Regions from separate parts of the Pan troglodytes genome. Here region 1 is linked to region 2. Evidence: chromatin contacts called from public HiChIP or PLAC-seq data. All regions are on one chromosome and are shown on one strand. The core of a region is the stretch at or near the end of the contact, and the rest is flanking DNA. Distances in the headings are between cores, read along the strand shown. Region 1 holds the start of SSBP2 (single stranded DNA binding protein 2). Region 2 holds the start of ATG10 (autophagy related 10).

Region 1 (4,382 bases), core at 1,625-4,124, 220 kb after region 2:
GGTGACATTGCTGGTCAGGGTTCCCCTATCCCAAATCCAGGCTCCCCAAATTCATCAATCTCATATGTGGGTTAAAAAAAAAAACCCTCTAAAAATACATTGTGATTCTCTACACTAGGAAGCTTTAAATCTCCAATCTTTTCCCTTTTTAAAAAATGAAAACAAAACAATGGATCTTCATTTTTGTGTCTGGGATCTCAAATTTGGCTCTGAATATGTGTTTCAAATCTCATTAATTACAATATTGGTCCCAGGAGATACAGTTGCTGATGCAAAGAACACTCTTTGTACTCAAAATAATTTGAACAAGGGCAAAGAAGCATTTTATTTACATGTGAAAACATTTACAGGAAAATAAAACAGAGATGGTTCAGGTAGCTGCTGAGCTGTTTTAATGATAATTGATTTGATTACTTAAGCTTTAAGGTTACTATATACAGGATACATATACATATAAAAGTCATGTTTTCACTTTGTATATTTGTCAGATGAGAACATTCTTATAAAGGTAACTCTGACATTAACTTCGCAAGTTCTGAACTAAGACCTTTTAGCATTTTATTCTTTCCAGAGACTAAGACCAAATTGTTCTAAATTCCATACCCCACTGTGCAGATCTATAATTTATTTATTTTTTAAACATCAGAAAATATGCCATTACCCAAAGGACTTCCAAATGTAACAAATCTGGGTAAAAACCAATCAAATGAATAAATTATAGCAGTAGACAGCAAACAGTTTCTCCTGTTCTCTTTCTTCATTTTCCTTTCTCTATAGGAAATAGCAAATTAAACCATGGCTATTCGTGATCTTGTACTATGAGAACACATATGGGCATACATTTTTGTCCTATTAACAAGTTTGTTGGCTTGGTGGCAGAAAGTAAAGTACACTGTAAAGACATCTTAATGCCTTACTTGAGTAGGGTCATTTGTTAATGGACAGCCCAACCTAAAAGTCTTGTACTAAACTCTTATGGTACCCATTGGCTGTCTTTAAATGGATACTGAAGAGCAAAGGCAGGCAGCCCTGGTTATACACAAGAACCACGTGGAGCTTATGAAAAAAATGCAGGTACCTGGGTCCATCCCCAAGGTTTCTGATCCAGTTAGTATATAAACAAACAAACAAAACCCAACAACAATGAAAATAAAGGCAATTCTAACGTGCCATGATTGAGAACCATAGTTAAGAGAGTCCCAACACCAGTGCAAGGATAATACCTACTTTGTTTTTGGATAGTAGGACAAAGCCCACCCTTGGTTCGTTTTTCCAGGGGCAGGCAGGAGGGTGTCTTGAGAAGCTGCCAGAGCTCTCTGAGAACTGACAGCATTCTCTGAGCAGCACCTTTATAGGGAGTATTCTATAAGAGATGGAGCCTTGAGATACTAAAAATTTTCTGGGTTAAGGCCAATGTAAGTAGATAATTGAACAAAAAAATTACATAATGCTAACCTTGAAGTTGAGTCTGTAAACTGTGGCAACCTTATACACATTTGAGCATTTTGAGCAAAAGTTCTTTAAGAGTGGCTGACTGGCTCAGCTTCGCTTCAATCACCCAATCATTGCAGGTCATTAGAAACAAAAAGAAGAATATGAATGCCATATCCCAACCACCCAATAACTGTAGGTCATTAGAAACAGACAGAAGAATTCTTAAGTCAGAAATGGCAAATTACATCTCTTGGAAATTAATCTACTTAAGCCAGTGTATTTTTTTCCCCCACTTTCCCCCCCTCATTTCCTTTATTGGCTTAATTTTTGTTCTTTTAGTAAAAGTGCTTTTTTTCTTATATCTTTTTTTTAACGATAATGTCTGTCCTCTATTACTTTTAATCTTTTGCTATCACACTCTATGGCTTCTTCATTTAATCCTGTATCTTCTAGTCTTCTCATCTTTTTATACCTCACTTTCCTCATGTTTTTTTCCTTGTCGTTAACACCAGTATAGAAAGTCCTTCCTCTTCATTTTCCCGTCTTTATGTTTGGTTGCCAACCGCGTTTTTGATTCTCGACCTCTCACTTTTGCTAACTGCCCTTCCTTAATCTTCTGTTGATGTTTTATTCCTATCACTTCTGTCAATGCTCACACCCATTTCTTTCCTTTCCATCTGTCTGTATATCTCCATATGCATTTTATGATCCTCCTACTAAATGCTTAAAGCTGTATGTGTGTGGAATAGAACGGTACCTTCCTCCACGCGAATCCTATTTCCCTCTCCTCCCATAGCTTCTTTTCTATTCATCCTTTCCAGATGTCGCCCTGTCCCACCCCATCTGTCCCCTTCTTCCCCGTGTGAAGCCCATCTTCTTTCTGACCCCATTTGCACCCGTCTGATTTTACAGTCAAGGACTTCAATAAGATAAAGGATGCAGAGTTCTACCGGGAACCAGATTGTGTGTGTTTCTCAAACTTTTGCGCGTTTACTGAAATGGGATTAGGGATTTGGATATAGAAACATTCTCGGGCAGCCTTTCAGCCCTGGCACAGCTTTGTACACCTTGGAGCGCGCTGGGGCCTATTCTAACGGGCAAGGACAGGGAAGTCTTTCAAGACCTTTTCTGGCCTTTTCCACTCCAGGGGTCAGGATGAATAGGCATCACTGACCCAAACTGTTAAACCAGGCCGGGTGGGGAAGCCTGGGGCCCTCTTCTGCGGCAGATCTGGCGGGGTGTCCAGGGCGCCGCGGGGCTCCGTGCAAGGAGGGGTTGGGGCAGGGGCCGCTGCGGCCGCAGGAGTCACCGGGCCTCCTCGGGAGGTCCGCTCACCTCTTACAGAGGAGGCCGACCCCAGGCCGGGTGCTCCCCTGGGGCGCAGGGCGCGGCCCCGGGCGCCGCCACCGCAGCGGCGCCGAGGGCCGGAGGTGCAGCCTTTCCCCAGGAGAGAAGGCGAGTCGCTGTCGGTCGCTCAGCCAGAAGGTCGAGGGAACAGCGCGGGTGTCCCTCGCCAGCCGGCCCTCTGGGAACAGGGCGGGGGCGACACCCCAGGGAGTAGGGCTGAGGACCGCAGAAATCAATCGTGGGTACCGGCGCGGGGTCACGCATAGGAGAGGAGCGGGAGAGGGGCTGGTGGGGGCCCCAGGGCGGCTGAGGCCGTGGCTCTGTCTGTGGACTCAGCGGGCGCCCCGAAGTCTGGGGCCGCCACGGCTCCAGCTCCGCCGGCTCCGGCCGGAGACTCCAGGCCGCAGTTTCTCCTCCTCCCGGCGCCTTCTCTCCAGTGAGGAGCTGAGCGCGGGCGGCGCGGGGGGAGGGGTGGCGACGGAGAGAACAGCCAGTTGTTTAAAATCCTTCTAGAGCAGTTTCTAATTCCCCCCTTGCGCCCGGGTTCGGAGGGGGGAGGGGGAAGGAGAGCGGGTGGAGGGAGGAGAGCGGAGAGGGAAGGCGGGAGGGAGGGAGTCGGGGAGGGAGGGAAGGAGGGAGGAGACTGCCGCTGAGGCTTAGCCGCCACCGCGCGCTTCGGAAGGCCGGAGGGAGGGGGAGGCCTGTCAGTCTCGCGCGTTGCCTGGGCGAAGGGGGCGGAGCTTTGGCGTGGGGCGGCCAATAGTGGGGGTGGCTGCGTGGGTCGCCATGGGGACGGGGCTGTTCCCGGGGAGGCTGTGATGGGTTGACAGGTGCGTGACAGTGGGAGCTGCTCTCGGCACAAGCATGTACGGCAAAGGCAAGAGTAACAGCAGCGCCGTCCCGTCCGACAGCCAGGCCCGGGAGAAGTAAGTGTCTCCGCTTCTCACCCACCTCCGCCTTCACACGCGCGCACACTCACGCACGCACTCGCACACTCTGGGAGACACAGACACTCTCCGCCCGGGGAGCGCCGGGGGTGGGCTGGCAGGGGGAGGGGTGCCGCGATGGGGGCGTGTGGTGCGGGGAGCTGCGCTTTCCCGGGAGGTGCGGGCGCTGGGCGGGCGGCCGCAGGGGGCTGTCGGCGGGAGGGAGCGGGTGTGTTGAGGGGCGGCGGTGGTGCTGGTGGCGAGGATGGAAACTTGTTTGGGTGATTGAGGGAAATAACCCGCGGGTTCACCTTCCAAAGTAACTTTAGAGCTGGGGTCCGGGGCTCCGGGGACCTGGAGAGCCGCCGGGGGTGGCGGGAGGGGCAGCTGCGTGGAGGAAGGCGCGCAGTGGGAATGTGGGTGTTTGGCGGGCCGGCCGGGGTCGGGGCGGGCAGCGCGGGGAGCGCGGCGGCGGGGGCCTGGGCGCTGGGGCTCAGGGCCGCGAGCGCGGGGCGAGGCGAGGGCGGCGGTGCCGGGCGCGCGGCGGGCGGAAGCCGGGCGTGGAGCGGCCGAGCGGGGCCCCGCGGGGCGCGGAGACGCGCGCGGGGCGCGGAGGGCGTGTGCGGGTTGGGCGTCCGGGCTTTCCTGGGCAAGCTACGGACGCGGCGCCCGCAG
Region 2 (4,579 bases), core at 217-2,716:
AAAAGCATTTCAGGAACTGAGCATAAACACTGAAGAAAGGATGGTTAAGTTTGATAGGTTAGACAGAAAAATGGTTAATATTGGCCGGGCGCGGTGGCTGACGCCTGTGATCCCAGCACTTTGAGAGGCCGAGGCAGGCGGATCACAAGATCAGGAGTTCCGGACCAGCCTGGCCAATATGGTGAAACCCCGTCTCCACTAAACTTACAAAAATTAGCTGAGCGTGGTGGCGGGCACCTGTCGTCCCAGCAACTCGGGAGGCTGAGGCAGGAGAATTGCTTGAACCCGAGAGGCAGAGGTTGCAGTGAGCCGAGATCGTGCCACTGCACTCCAGCCTGGGCGACAGAGCAAGACTCTGTCTCAAAAAAAAGAAAAGAAAAATGGCTAATATCCTACAAGGCAATAAAACTACAACCTTTAGGAGTACTGTATTTCTCTCCCACTCAGAAATAATTTGCGTCTCCATTAATGAAAAAGATGTTAACTACAAAGCCTAGGCCCTAATCAATATCATCATGCCAAACAAAATATAGTCCCCTAGACATCTAAATCATCTTCAGGTGGGCCTGTTAGACAGGCTCCATTTTGACTCTGAAAAAAACATGCTGTCCTTTTGCCTTATTTCCAATACTTTTGTAATTTTTACCGCCACTAAAAGTTTCTATAAATCAGTCAACGATTCCTTTATCATTCTCCCGTCCTCCCCGCCAATTCTTGATTTTATAGGTTTTTTGGGAGGTTTAAAAAAAAAAAGAAAAACCTGTTGGCTCTAAATATCAAGTTATTCCTCCTGATACTTAATCTGAAACTTCAAATTAAGTTGGACTCAGCCACTGGAAGCCCCAGTAATTTAATACTGTTTCAACCAAAGATTTGCTATCAGTATGTGGATTTTAAACACAAAGTAGTTACTACCCACTTCGAGGGTGCTTTGGGTACTGGGCCAGGTGTGCTGGTGACACCGTGTGCGCGACGGGGACCGGGTCCCCGAGGAGGGAGTGTCCTCGCCCTTCCCCGCTCGCGGCGGCCAGCACAGGCCTGCAGTTCACCGGCGGGGACCCGCTTCCCCGGCCTTTTGTTCAGGACTGGGCTGTTTCCCGCCTACCCGCGCGTGCCCTTCCTCCCTGTCCTAGGAGTGGGGCGAGGACCGTGTGGGAAGCAGAGCCGGGAGGAGGCAACCGGCAAGGGCTGTGGGGAATACTCACCCCTCTCCGCTCGGCCCCTGACCCCGCAGCCCAGCCCGGCGAGGGCGGGGCGACGGGGCCAGGGGGAGGAGAGCCGGGGAGAGGGACCCAGCGCCCTGCGAGGCCACTGCCGCGCCGGTGACCCTACGGAACTGAATGATGGGACTGCGGGGGCCTCGAGGGCGGAGGAAGAGCCGAGCCAGCGCGCCCCGAAGCCAACCAGAAGTGGCCGTGGCCTCCTTCAGTCAGGTCCGCCACGGCCGAGTCGGAGCGTGCGCACTGCGCCCTCCCGCGCCGTGGGGGCCGCCTAGCGCAGGCCGGTGACGTGATCGGCCGCGCGCTCTGGGCAGGGCGGGGCTGAGACCCAGGCCGGGACTGGGAGCGGGTGGAGAGGAGGGAAGCGAGACCTCCCCGCCGCCCGCGACCACCCCCGCCAAGGCCCCGCCCCTCGCCTGGCGGGCAGCTCTCCCCAGTCAACCCCCACCTCCAACCCAGCGCAGGCGGTGCCCTCCGCGGAGCACAAAGGCGGCTCGTTGAGGGGGGAGTGGGTTACTAGCATCCCCTTAAGAGGTTGGGGAGCCATGCCAACCAGCATGCTTACGCTACAAAAAGTCCTGTAAACACCACAATTAAGCACAAGCACGGCTACCCCTTGAAAACTTACGGATGGAGGGAGAAGTTAGGAATTCGAATATTGACAATAGTACCATCTGTGGCACATATCCCAGAGGAGAAAAAAAAAAAAACTAGCTGCAAAATTAAATTGGGGCGAAACGATGGGGATAAAGACTAGAAAAAATGTAGGAGTAACGGGTAATCGAACTGAAATAGCAGACATCTGAAAGAAAACTAGCATCTGCTCCTTCTAACAACAGAGTTAAATTTGTTGGAAATGAAAGGAGAAAATGCAGGCGAAGAAGTGAAAGGAAAACCTGCCTTCAAACTACATGACATGGTTTTTTGATCTTGTACTACAGTTGTGTAAGATGTCACCATTGGAGGAAACTAGGTGATAGGTACACGGGACTCTAGGTGCTGTAGTATTTTTGCAATTTCCTGTGTCTATAATTATTTCCAAATAATAAGTGTTTTTAAAAGGAGAGAATACTGATCAGTGGCGACCAGGGCAAAGGGCTGGAGGAAGGGGTTGACTAAAAAGGAGCTTGAGAGCTTCTATACGGTGATTGTGTTGGTGACTAAACCACTGTTTGACAAAACCCATAAGAGGTATAAATTTTACTGCTTGTGAAATAGTTTAAAACTCAAAATGATGCGACTAATAAATATGAACTTACACTAACATTTTTTAGCAACTATGGATATAAAGTAATTGGTAGCTGCCAATTTAGATTATCCATTTAATTTTTTTAAAAGCACAAGGCAGTGTGTTCTGAATGAGAGCTTAAGTAGACCAGGTGTCTCCATCAACTTTAAGTATTTACCTTAAAAACGTATTTCACAGATGAAAACAAGAATGCGGCTGGGCACAGTGACTCACGCCTGTAATCCCAGCACTTTGGGAGCCCGAGGTAGGAGGATCGCTTTAGCCCAGGAGTTCGAGACCAGCTATGGGCAAGGCAGTGAGACCTCATCTCTACAAAAATTTTTCAAAATAAGAATAAATTTTTTTAAAAAGAATGCATTGCTTTACATTGTACTCCATATTTTAGAAACACAGTGCACCAACCACCATGTTAATTTAAAAAAAAATTTTTTTGCACTGGAGGTGTTTTAAAGTTTCATAATTCACATAGCAAAAACAAAGAAACTAAAAGAAATAACTCAGTTAACCTCCATGTACTTCCTCTCATCATATCCCTCATGGCAAAGAATGATATTGGCCTCTTTATGTGTTTACCCTACAACACTATAAACTGCTTTAAGGCTACGGTCTGTCATCATAGCATTTCAAGGTTCAAGCAGGGCTCCTGTAGCTCTCCTCTCTGATCGCTGAGGTTCACCGAAAAATCTACTGACAAAGGACAGAGTAATTGGAGGAAATGCATGCAAGTTTATTTAGCATATATACATGAGAACCTTCAGAATGAAGACCCAAAGATACAGGGGAAATTGTAATGTTCATTTGTACATCCAACAAAGTATGGACAGCCATGTAGAAATATGATTGGACAAAAGGGTATGCTCTAATGCTAATAGCCTGAGTGGGGAAACCCAGCAAGGCCTGTCTGTCTAGATTCTTCTTGGACTCTCTGGGCATGCATTCCTTCCTTCTGGGTGTGGGGCGGGACCCTCTCTGCAATGAGGGTCTTAGGACCTACAGTCAAAAAAGGTAGATCAGATAATTTCTTTATGGCCAGTTTTTACAAAGAAAGGCGGGAGAAAATTAAAGTAATATTTCCAGGATTTATGACTGGCTTTGGGGAAAAGAGGTTCTAGTTTCTATGGCCTGCCTAGTTTCTATGGCTAGCATCAGGGGAGAATGGGACCAAGAGACAGGAAGGCAGGAGGTCAGAGAAAAACTTTTGCTTCTGAGGCTGCTTCTGAGAGTTTCATTGTGGGGTATTATTTTCTAGTCCCAATATTCCTAACTAGTAGTAAGTATTCTTTGAATAAAACAAGGAATTGATCACAAAAAGAGAGGAAGTTAAAATTTATTGAACGCCTATTATATTCCAGAAGCTTTATATGTACATAGTTAATCTCATAACTTCATGACATACCCATTTTATAATATCTTAATTATTAAATTCTTTTAGTACTTATTTTATTAGATTTCTCTGTTTCATTTGGACATGTTGCTCACTTCTAAAAAGTCTTGCTTCCTTTCACTTACGTAAAACCCAGTCCCCTGATTCTCCTTCCAGCTCTGTGGCCATTCTTTTTTTTAAAGACAAAGTCTCCCACTCTTTCACCCAGGCTGGAATGCAATGGCCTGGTCATAACTTACTGTAACCTGGAATTCCTGGCCTCAAGCAATCCTCCCACCTCAGCCTCCCAAAGTGCTGGGATTACAGATGGGATTACAGATGCGGCCATTCTTTTTTCTCATTGTTTTAGGCTTTTGTTTGTCCATTATACTTTAATGCTCATGTTTCACACAGAGTCTTCTAAAACTTGAAACTTCAGCTTTTTTGTTTTTTGTTTTAGTTTTCTGATACTCATGTAAATTTTTTTTAATTCAAAACAGGGTTATACAAACTGCATTACATTCAAAGTCATTTTCCTTTAACCAATAAACACTTTTATTACCAAAAATTACAAAGCAGTATAAATGTGTCTTTCAAAATATAATTACAGGATTTATTTTAAAATATAATTCATAATATCCTTTCAATAGTATGGTCCTATAAAGGGATACAAATTTAAAGTTCCATGGTAAATGTCTTATTTTCTCAATTTTGTCAGTTCTTATTACTCGCATGCATATATCCTTT

What was found. HiChIP or PLAC-seq counts read pairs in DNA pulled down with a chosen protein or histone mark.
Region 1: a contact with region 2 is called in an H3K4me3 HiChIP or PLAC-seq map of stem cell-derived excitatory neurons, with 5 times the contacts expected there. The contact joins the promoter of SSBP2 here to the promoter of ATG10 in region 2. A contact is called at or near these places in 2 of 7 Hi-C or Micro-C datasets (induced pluripotent stem cells and stem cell-derived neural progenitor cells) and 1 of 1 datasets of contacts at active chromatin or transcription factors (stem cell-derived excitatory neurons).

The regions. Positions count from the first base shown.
Region 1 is chr4:34,305,861-34,310,242 of NHGRI_mPanTro3-v2.0_pri, forward strand. It overlaps SSBP2 (single stranded DNA binding protein 2), which reads left to right and starts at 2,875. Exons shown (of 16, transcript XM_063810341.1): 1 at 2,875-3,019.
Region 2 is chr4:34,087,623-34,092,201 of NHGRI_mPanTro3-v2.0_pri, forward strand. It overlaps ATG10 (autophagy related 10), which reads right to left and starts at 1,467. Exons shown (of 8, transcript XM_003310661.6): 1 at 1,206-1,467.